3 separate regions of the Mus musculus genome follow, and regions 1 and 2 are each linked to region 3. Evidence: chromatin contacts called from public promoter capture Hi-C data. All regions are on one chromosome and are shown on one strand. Each heading gives the region's core, a stretch centred on a gene start, on an enhancer-like site or on the middle of the called end of the contact. The rest is flanking DNA. Distances are from core to core; before and after follow the strand shown. Region 1 holds the start of Kif13a (kinesin family member 13A). Region 2 holds the start of Nol8 (nucleolar protein 8). Region 3 holds the start of Zfp169 (zinc finger protein 169).

Region 1 (2,700 bases), core at 97-2,596, 1.6 Mb before region 3:
ACTCATTTCCAAGCCGAATCGGAATCCCGGTTTTCTTTTCTATTTTTATAAGGTCCTACAATGCCATAACGAATGAATCCCAACCAATTTCTTCTCAGGGGCTTACCATAAAAATGCCAAATATTCACACTATTTTAGGGCGTTTTCCCATACCATTGCATGGAACACAGTAGAATTAATAAGGATCCCACAGTCAGGACTTTTCAAATGCAAATGCCTTGCCATCTAGAAAATGCAGCCCCTTTTAACATTCCCCCATCCCAGTGTCTAAACAGCTCCGTATCAGCACTCTGTCTGTTTCCTCGAAAATCAAAATTCCCGAATTACTTTCAGACACCATCTCAACTCACCACCTCCAACAACCTACATACAGATTTTAAATGACCCTAGCCTTGTACTTGGGTGTTTGATTTCTTAGGCTCCCAGCCCCCATTTCATATACAACATCCTAAGCAGTTCTGCGAAAAGGGGCAAACAACGTAAGAATCGCTGGAGCTGAACTCCATCAATAAGGCCTTGGATTGGTCATTTGCACGCTTCAGATAACGTCTTTCCTAGGTGTTAAGATGTGGCCTGGGCTACACATCTCCATCCGGTCCCTTCACGTTCTAGGAGCCTGGAAGCCAGAGTGCTGACTCTGGCCAGGGTTCCCTGCCTGGGAGACATCGCTCTGGATGAGAGGGGACAAGAAGTGATGGGCACAAGGAGGGGAGGGGACCCTGCACTTGCAACCGCTTTCCGCATGAGCGTGGGACAAACTTGAAGCCACCCTTGCTAACAATGGGAGAGCGCACTCGGTTTTTCCGGGCTCAAACTTGGCAGGAGCCGCCGGGATGGGATTTACCTTTCTCCCTGCTTAGTGTTGGAAGGAGGAGGGTGCAGGACCGTCTGGTTCCCTTCCATCTCCACCACGCACTTGGTGTTCAGTTCCAGCTCTGAAAGCACAGGGGCAGGGTGATGTTGCAAAGTGGAGCATCCGCGGCCGCAGCCGGCGCGCGTGGCTCAGTCCGGGCAGGCAGGGAGACGGCGCCCCGGGCACATAGTGGCCGCGGCCAGAGCCTGGGCGCCGCCTCCACCCGGGGCCACGCCGGGCCACACCGGTGTCCCCGATCCCCGGCCGCCCTGCAGTTTGCAAAGTTGCCCCCCGCCCTCGGCCGGAGCAGAAATGCAAAAGGAGCTGGGGAGAGCGGCTCACCTCTTCGGTTCATGGGCCGGACCCGGACGGCAACTTTTACCTTCGTATCCGACATGTTGGCGGCGCGCTGCTCCGCCCGACGCGGCCCCTTCAAGCGCCGCGCCGCCGCCGCCGCCGCAGCAGCAGCCGCGCGCCCCCCGAGCGCGGCCGCCGCCGCTCCGCCGAGAGCTCCGAGACGCAGCGCCGAGGCGCGCGGGCCATCCCGGGGGAGCGCGACGCGGGGCACGGCCGGGCCCGGGGAGGGGCGGGCGCGGGGCGGGGCGCGGCAGCGGGAGGAGGCCGCGGGCCCAAGCGCCGCTCTAGCCGCTCGGGCCGGGCCGAGCGCGCAGCACCGCGGCCCCTCGCGGCCGCCGGGAGCCGGGCAGCGTCGCCATCTTCCGCTCCGGGGGCCGCGCCCGGGCTGTAAGGCCGCTGCAGACCGGGAAGGGGCGCTTTACAAAGGCGAGCGTCTCCGGCCTCAGGGCAGCCGGGACACGGGAAGGGACGCTCTGCAAAGGCGTTCGGGCTCCGGGCTGCTGGGCCTGGAGAAGGAGCCCCTGGCTTCCCCTGTTCCTGAGCCTGCGGGGGACGTCACAGACACCTCCTGGAGCTCGAGTCACCTTCAGGGGCCGCTGTCACCCTCACAGCCGGGGCCCTGGGGCGGTCTGGGGGGCATTGGAGAGGGTGCCGGGTGCGCAGGCCTAATCCACGCTATCCTTCCGCCTCCACTGACATCCACAGCGCACCGCCCCTCGGCGCCCCACACCGAGCTTTGCCGCGGTGTTGGAAGCTCTTTGTGGGGAGCCAAGGCTAGACATGAATTTGCAATGGACCACCAAAACCGTGTGTTTGTAAATACGGCGCTCATTTTCTTTCCCTTGCGCCCTTGTAATGGGAGGGATCTAGATGGCCGGGAGGGTTCATTAACTCTTACGTAAGAAAGGCACAGCAGCGCGATCCGCGCTTTTGCCAAAGCCAGACCTCCCAGCCTGGGCGGAACCGAAGGAAGCGGATTTGCTCTGTTTGGTTCAACAAGTGCTTGAGGGCGGCGCTTCCGTGGTGCCAAGGCGTTTTTGAAAAGTGCTCCAAGTCTTAACAGTTTGGATCCGGTGGGGAATCTCACTATGGCATGAAGGTCCAAATTCACTCATTCACGAACTGCTTTATGGGGAGTTTTATGGGGTGCTTACTGCGTGCCGTACTGTAGAGACCACACACAAGCAGGAACAACTTCGCTGGCTCTGGTCTCCAGAAGCCACACTGAGGGAGGAGAGATACTTATTATGGTAAACCACGTGTAGCAGGTGGTCTAAATAGGAGGGATTCCGTCTGTCACCAACTGGTGCCCCGTGATGCGACTGACTTGCACATGCGGTCTACCGCTGTACCACTGAGTCACACCTCCGGCTCCCAGGAAGCCTGACTTGAAGCAGTGCTTCCGCTGCTGTTCCTTAGTCTCTCTCACCTTGATTCTGGCGACCAACGAACTCAGGTCACCTCGGAGGGTCATACAGCAGTCTGCCTCC
Region 2 (2,700 bases), core at 84-2,583, 1.1 Mb after region 3:
ATGCTTGGGCTTTGGATTTCTCTAGGACCTTAGGCAAGCTATTTAACTATTTAACACTCAGATCAACTACCTTTAAATAAGGCTTAACAATAGTAACTAATCAGAAGACTATCACAGTTTCCTATAGAAGGCATTAGCCATATATACCAATTTGACCATGCTAGGCTGCCCTGCCCTGGGGCTATATACCCCCAACCCTTATGTTTCTAACATAATGCAGAAAAAAAAAAAAAAAAAAAAAAAAAAAAAAAAAAGGTCAGGGCCCCTTAACTACATCGTTAGATGAGTCACAAAAACAAATCCATGAAACCAGAGTAAGGAGGGAATCCCAACTAGACAAGAGCAAGTATGGTGGCTCAGGTAATAACTCCAACACTGTGTGTGGGAGTTGGGGGCTGCGGAATAGAAGACTCTTGAGTTTGAAATCAAATTGAGCCAGTTCCTGACCTACAGAGTAACAATGTCTCCAAACCCAGAAAAACAAAACAAAACAAAACCAGCTATCTAGATGCTGTTCTCCCGAAGGCAAAGACTGCTTAAAGAAAAGCCAGATTTTCCCTTTGATTCTCATCAACTGGGCGAAAACAACCCTTAAGGAAACTATTTTCTGCTGATTATAATCAAGTCATAAGCCCCAAACGCAGCGTTCACACACTCATGAGGTCATCGTTCTCCCAGAACACTGATTCAAGTTCACATTTCAGGACGTCTCCCACCACGTTCTTGAGCATGGGTCTTGGGGGGGTGAGGGAGTCGGAGTCCAGAACTGTCATAAGGTTGAGAGGTCCGCGGGGTGCTACAGGGCATGGGCTGGGAGGGATGGACCCGAGCCACGTACCAGGCTCCGGACGCCTTCTCCCCAGCGTTTTGCAGCATTCTGCACTCTCGCTGCAGCGCTGCGACCTCCGCCTCCAGGGCGCGCAGTTCGCGGGTCTCGGAATCCATGGCTACCGACGTGGAACCCTGAAGGTGAAGTAGCCCGGAGAATGGCAGTCTGGGCGCCTCGGGCAGCCAGGAGACTTCAAGGAGCGCGCGCGCTCCTGGAACGGACCACTCTCGAGCTCACGGGGGGAGAGGCTGCCGGGAGTCGCGCGTCCACGCCCACGGCCTCGGACGACGTTCCCGAGCCTGACGGCCCGCGAAATGTCGCGTCGAGCGTCTAGACACCCCCGCCGCCTCTGCGAGTTGGTTCGTTCCAAATTGCACGTCACCCTCCAACGGCCGCCCATCCCGTCTAACGGCCACTGGGCCAGCCGAGCTCTTACGTCACCGAAGGGGGCGGATTCTCGGAAGCACGAGGAAAGGAGTCTCTTTATTTTGGTTCCGCTTCTTCACTTCCGCCTACTTGAACCGGAAATCAGGAACCACGCGGCGGAGTGTCTTTTCTGTAGGAATTACCGATTTTTATTTTTCTTTCTCACACTCTGTCAGTTTTACAACGTGGAGGAGAACTAACAGAACGTCAGTAAAAGCGAAGGCGGAGGAAATAAAGAGCCCTCTGGAACTGCGGGATAACGGAACCTTAGGAGATTGGGTTGGAAACTTTGTAGGAAGGAAAGGAAAATGCACTTGCCGGCACGTGTTATTAGACGTTAAGTGCTACGCCGGGCTTGAGCTGAGTCGGACAAGCGCCCTGAGGAAGAGTGTTTGCTCGTGAGAAGTGATGGGCTATTGGGCTTAGCCTCTCCTCTCCTTCCTTAGGGGCTTCTCGAAGAGAGAGGGCAGGGCTGGAAGGATGGGGCGGTGGCTACCAAGAAGGGGTACACTGTAGGTTTTTTTCCCAGAGTGCTGGCCTTTGCTTTGGGCTTCTGCCGCTATTTAGTGATCTCGCTTGGAAGGAGACAGCCAACTTTTGAGAAAGGTTTGAGTAAGAGCTGAACATCCGCCGAGAGCTAAACGAGATGGAGCGACCTCTGGAAAACGTTTCCAGCAATCTTGGTAGGACAGTGTTAACAATTCCGGGTTCCAAAATTAGACTTCATTATGATCCTTGCTGTCACCACTACTGTTTTCTAAGTGGCACTGGGAAAAGCCGTAACCGCTCCTACTCCCCTGACCGATGAGATCCACTCAGACTGCTTTGAACAATACAGGCACACAGTGGGGAAACATATTTTAGGTATAACTTAAGTTGCCGTCTTTGTGATTTAACAGCGCTTAGGGGACACTTGTATTTTGCCATACTATTGTAATTGCAGACTTTGTTATGACTGGAGCTCCAGGATGAAGCTATTTTTATCCGTTAGCTTACTATTTTTGCCAGTATATGTTAAGGTAAAAATGTAGAAATGAATGGGGGAGGGCAGTACTTCGAATAAAAAATCAATAAGGATAAGATATAATAGCTGTGGTTGTTTTAGAGAAAACATCTGGGAGAAGATGTGTGGATGTGCTGTACTTAGGTGCAGTTGCAAAGTGTGTTCATTGAGAATGTGGATGGAGGGCCTTTGTAAAATCTCCACTGATAAAATCTGAAAGCAATACATATGAAGAGACATAGCTTCATAAGATGAAGTTGGCACAGAAGTTTCAGGGGAAAGAGTTGTGTTAAATTTCTGGAAAACTATTAAATTGTTTTTCTGTCCAAAATTAACTTTTCCAGATAGATGCCCAACATCCATGCAAGGCAACAGAGAAATGAAGCGCCTCTTTGTGGGTGGACTTGGACAGGGCATTTCTGAGACAGACCTACAAAATCAG
Region 3 (2,700 bases), core at 194-2,693:
GGCTTGCTCAACTTGCTCTCTTCTAGAACCCAAGACTACCAGCCCAGAGATGGCACCACCCACAATAGGCCCTCCCCCCTTGATCATCAACCAAAAAAATGCCCCACAGCTGGATCTCATGAAGGCACTTCCCAACTGAAGCGTCTTTCTCTGTGATAACTCCAGCCTGTGTCAAGTTGACACACAAAACCAGCCAGTACAGACAATAGGGCAACTGTACATACAAGCTCACTGCAGTTACAACACCATGCACAAGACCCGTGCAAGCCCAAACCAGAACAAATCTCAGCACAGAGACAAGAGTTCGGCACCAAATACCTAGTACCAAGCTACGGCAATTACTAGCTGCTGGGAGAGGAGGAGAAGGGTTTCTCTAAGAGTATATAGCCCGAGGTAAGCCAATAACAATCCAATGAAATATTCAAGAATATTGAATTCAGCATAAGTTAGTCTTAAAGGGTTTTGAAACAAAAAAGAAAGATAGGTCACAAAGATAGGTGGACTGGGGACAGAATTTTCAGTGGTGAATATAATCAAAATGAGTTGTATATATAGATCAGAGAACTAAAGAGAAAAGGAGAAACCAGGCTACACCGCCAGAAATTCAGGGAGCCAACAAGCCCTGGGTCATGGGGGAAATGTCTCTTCCCATTACATCACTCCAGGCTCTTGGAAGATCCCAGAGCTCAAGGGAGCCACACAAGGTCATTAGCCCACAATGTGTAAAAAGGCCACCCCCACTCCCCCCTACACACATATACACACAGGCACGCACGCGCACACACATACACACCACACACACAAGCCTTGTCACACACCAAGACTCCAAACTTCAAGACTAGCTCTAGTCTCTTGGTCTTTGCCGTTGCATTCAGCCAGGCAATTCTGTATGTTTTCCCCGCAAGGCAAGCGACCAAGCTGTATTTCCAAATTCATGATGAGTGCAGCTCCCCAAGACTTCTGTCCTCACCAATTCAGACATTTGTTCCTGTGGAGGATGGCTCTGATCCCTCACAAACCTCAACAGAGAGCGGGGGTGGAAAGGTGACATCTAGATGCCCCAGGTCCAATCTCCCTGACCTGGCACTAACACAGGGGACACACCTACAGCGTCATAGCCTGGGAAGCAGGCCAGACTGACCTGTAGCTTGTTTAGGACAAGATAGTGGACCCCTAACCCCGTTCTCACATGGCCCCCTCCCCATCCCAGGGTCTTCACCGAGACCCTCCTCCGGGATGGGCAGAGAAGCTGATTCCACTCCCAAAGACTCCACGCATCGAGGATGGAGCAGCGGCAGACACCTGAACCTTGTGGGTGGCCCACGCCAGCTCTCCGGACTCTTCCCCGCCTGGAGGGATCTGCAAGAGCCGAGGACGTCTGCACTTTCGCTCACCAGAACCGCAGTAGAATCGTCCACAGGCACAGGTGACGACTGCAGGATGCGGAAGTACACCGACCGGGGTGACGCGCGCGCACTTCACTACCCACGCAGCGCTAGAGATGGGGGAACTACAATACCCAGAATGCCGCGTACTGCAGGACACCCCATGCTGACTTGGCTGCAACCCGAAGCTTCAGACTATAGGAGGGGCTCCCTAGCACTGCCGGACTCTTTCATTGACTGCAAGACAACAGGGTAAGATCTTAGAGAAACAGAAAAAAAGCAGAAAAGCCAAACCGAAGTAATCTTTGCGTACTTCTAAGGAAGCTCATTAATCAATTCTTTTAAAAAAGATGTGCTATCTAGATGCCTTCCTCCTGCCAATTCAATCTTGGTTGGTTTTTTGTTTGTTTGTTTGTTTTGTTTTTTTTCTTTTTTACGTGCCTGTGAGTCGTGTGTTTTAAACTGCAGCATGTGTGGATACTGTGGGTGTTGTTTCTTGAAAATAATACTTTTTTTAAAAAATGATTACAAAAAGACAAGGGCAAACTAAGTTTGAAGATATTCATAGTGTAATGTTTTAAACTATTTTGCTCATACAAAAAAACACTTCTTGGTTGTAACAGAAAGACAAAAATCTTTGCGAAAAGACTAGGAATTTGAGCGGAACTCAATTTAATTGAATTTGAATTTTCAATTGTATTTCTAGTATTTGACGTGAGCAGTATTTTCAAATTATTTCCCATTTGCTTCTTAAAGTGAGGTGGCAAACAGCAGAAGTCAACAGGGACCAGATTCAGTCTTCCACATAAAACAAGCTTTAAAAGGACAACATGGACTAAGAAACCGATGGGGAAGCACTGCACACAGAAACAATGGAGGAATATCAGTGATGTGGACAATAAACGAAGTGAGCAGCGAACTCCCCTGGTGAGAAACCGTTCTGGCACAGAACAGAGAAGGGAGACCCGAGCAAGACCTGGAGGTCAACCTGAGACGAAGCCGGGGCCCTGGGGAAACCAAGGCAGCTTCAGTTCAAAGGACAGTACGAAGGACCAGAGAAATCCACAGAGGTTCAGTGGCTCCTTCCTCGGGCGTTCACCGAACACTGACAGCACGCGACACACAGCTGTGCCATCCCAGGGAAAAGTCCCGGGAAAAATGTCAGTGGGAATAAAGGGGGTGAGGAACAACACCTCTTCCTATGAGGCCATAAAGCCTTCAGAGTTGTACATAATACCTGGAAATGGTTTCATCTTGATAGGAAGACAAGATGGGGCCCCCGAGCCTTTCTTGTTTCACCTAGGAAAATGCAAAA

What was found. Promoter capture Hi-C pulls out the DNA fragments that hold promoters and counts their contacts.
Region 1: a promoter capture Hi-C map of cranial neural crest shows a contact between it and region 3. The contact joins the promoter of Kif13a here to the promoter of Zfp169 in region 3. A contact is called at or near these places in 5 of 39 promoter capture datasets (3T3-L1-derived adipocytes, cranial neural crest, embryonic stem cells and 2 more).
Region 2: a promoter capture Hi-C map of pre-B cells shows a contact between it and region 3, with 4 times the contacts expected there. The contact joins the promoter of Nol8 here to the promoter of Zfp169 in region 3. A contact is called at or near these places in 4 of 39 promoter capture datasets (the HPC-7 cell line, liver and pre-B cells), 5 of 484 Hi-C or Micro-C datasets (CD4 T cells, CD8 T cells, cortical neurons and 1 more), 1 of 115 datasets of contacts at active chromatin or transcription factors (regulatory T cells) and 2 of 9 other capture datasets (adipose tissue and liver).

Annotation. Positions count from the first base shown.
Region 1 is chr13:46,928,372-46,931,071 of GRCm38.p6, forward strand. It overlaps Kif13a (kinesin family member 13A), which reads right to left and starts at 1,347. Exons shown (of 38, transcript NM_010617.2): 1 at 1,196-1,347; 2 at 845-935. The coding sequence starts at 1,250.
Region 2 is chr13:49,651,745-49,654,444 of GRCm38.p6, forward strand. Nol8 (nucleolar protein 8) reads left to right here and starts at 1,334. Exons shown (of 17, transcript NM_001271397.1): 1 at 1,334-1,938; 2 at 2,603-2,700. The coding sequence starts at 1,902. Cenpp (centromere protein P) reads right to left here and starts at 987. Exons shown (of 8, transcript NM_025495.3): 1 at 839-987. The coding sequence starts at 945.
Region 3 is chr13:48,511,993-48,514,692 of GRCm38.p6, forward strand. Zfp169 (zinc finger protein 169) reads right to left here and starts at 1,444. Exons shown (of 5, transcript NM_026450.3): 1 at 1,303-1,444. It overlaps A830005F24Rik (RIKEN cDNA A830005F24 gene), which reads left to right and starts at 1,578. Exons shown (of 2, transcript NR_165458.1): 1 at 1,578-1,637; 2 at 2,142-2,700.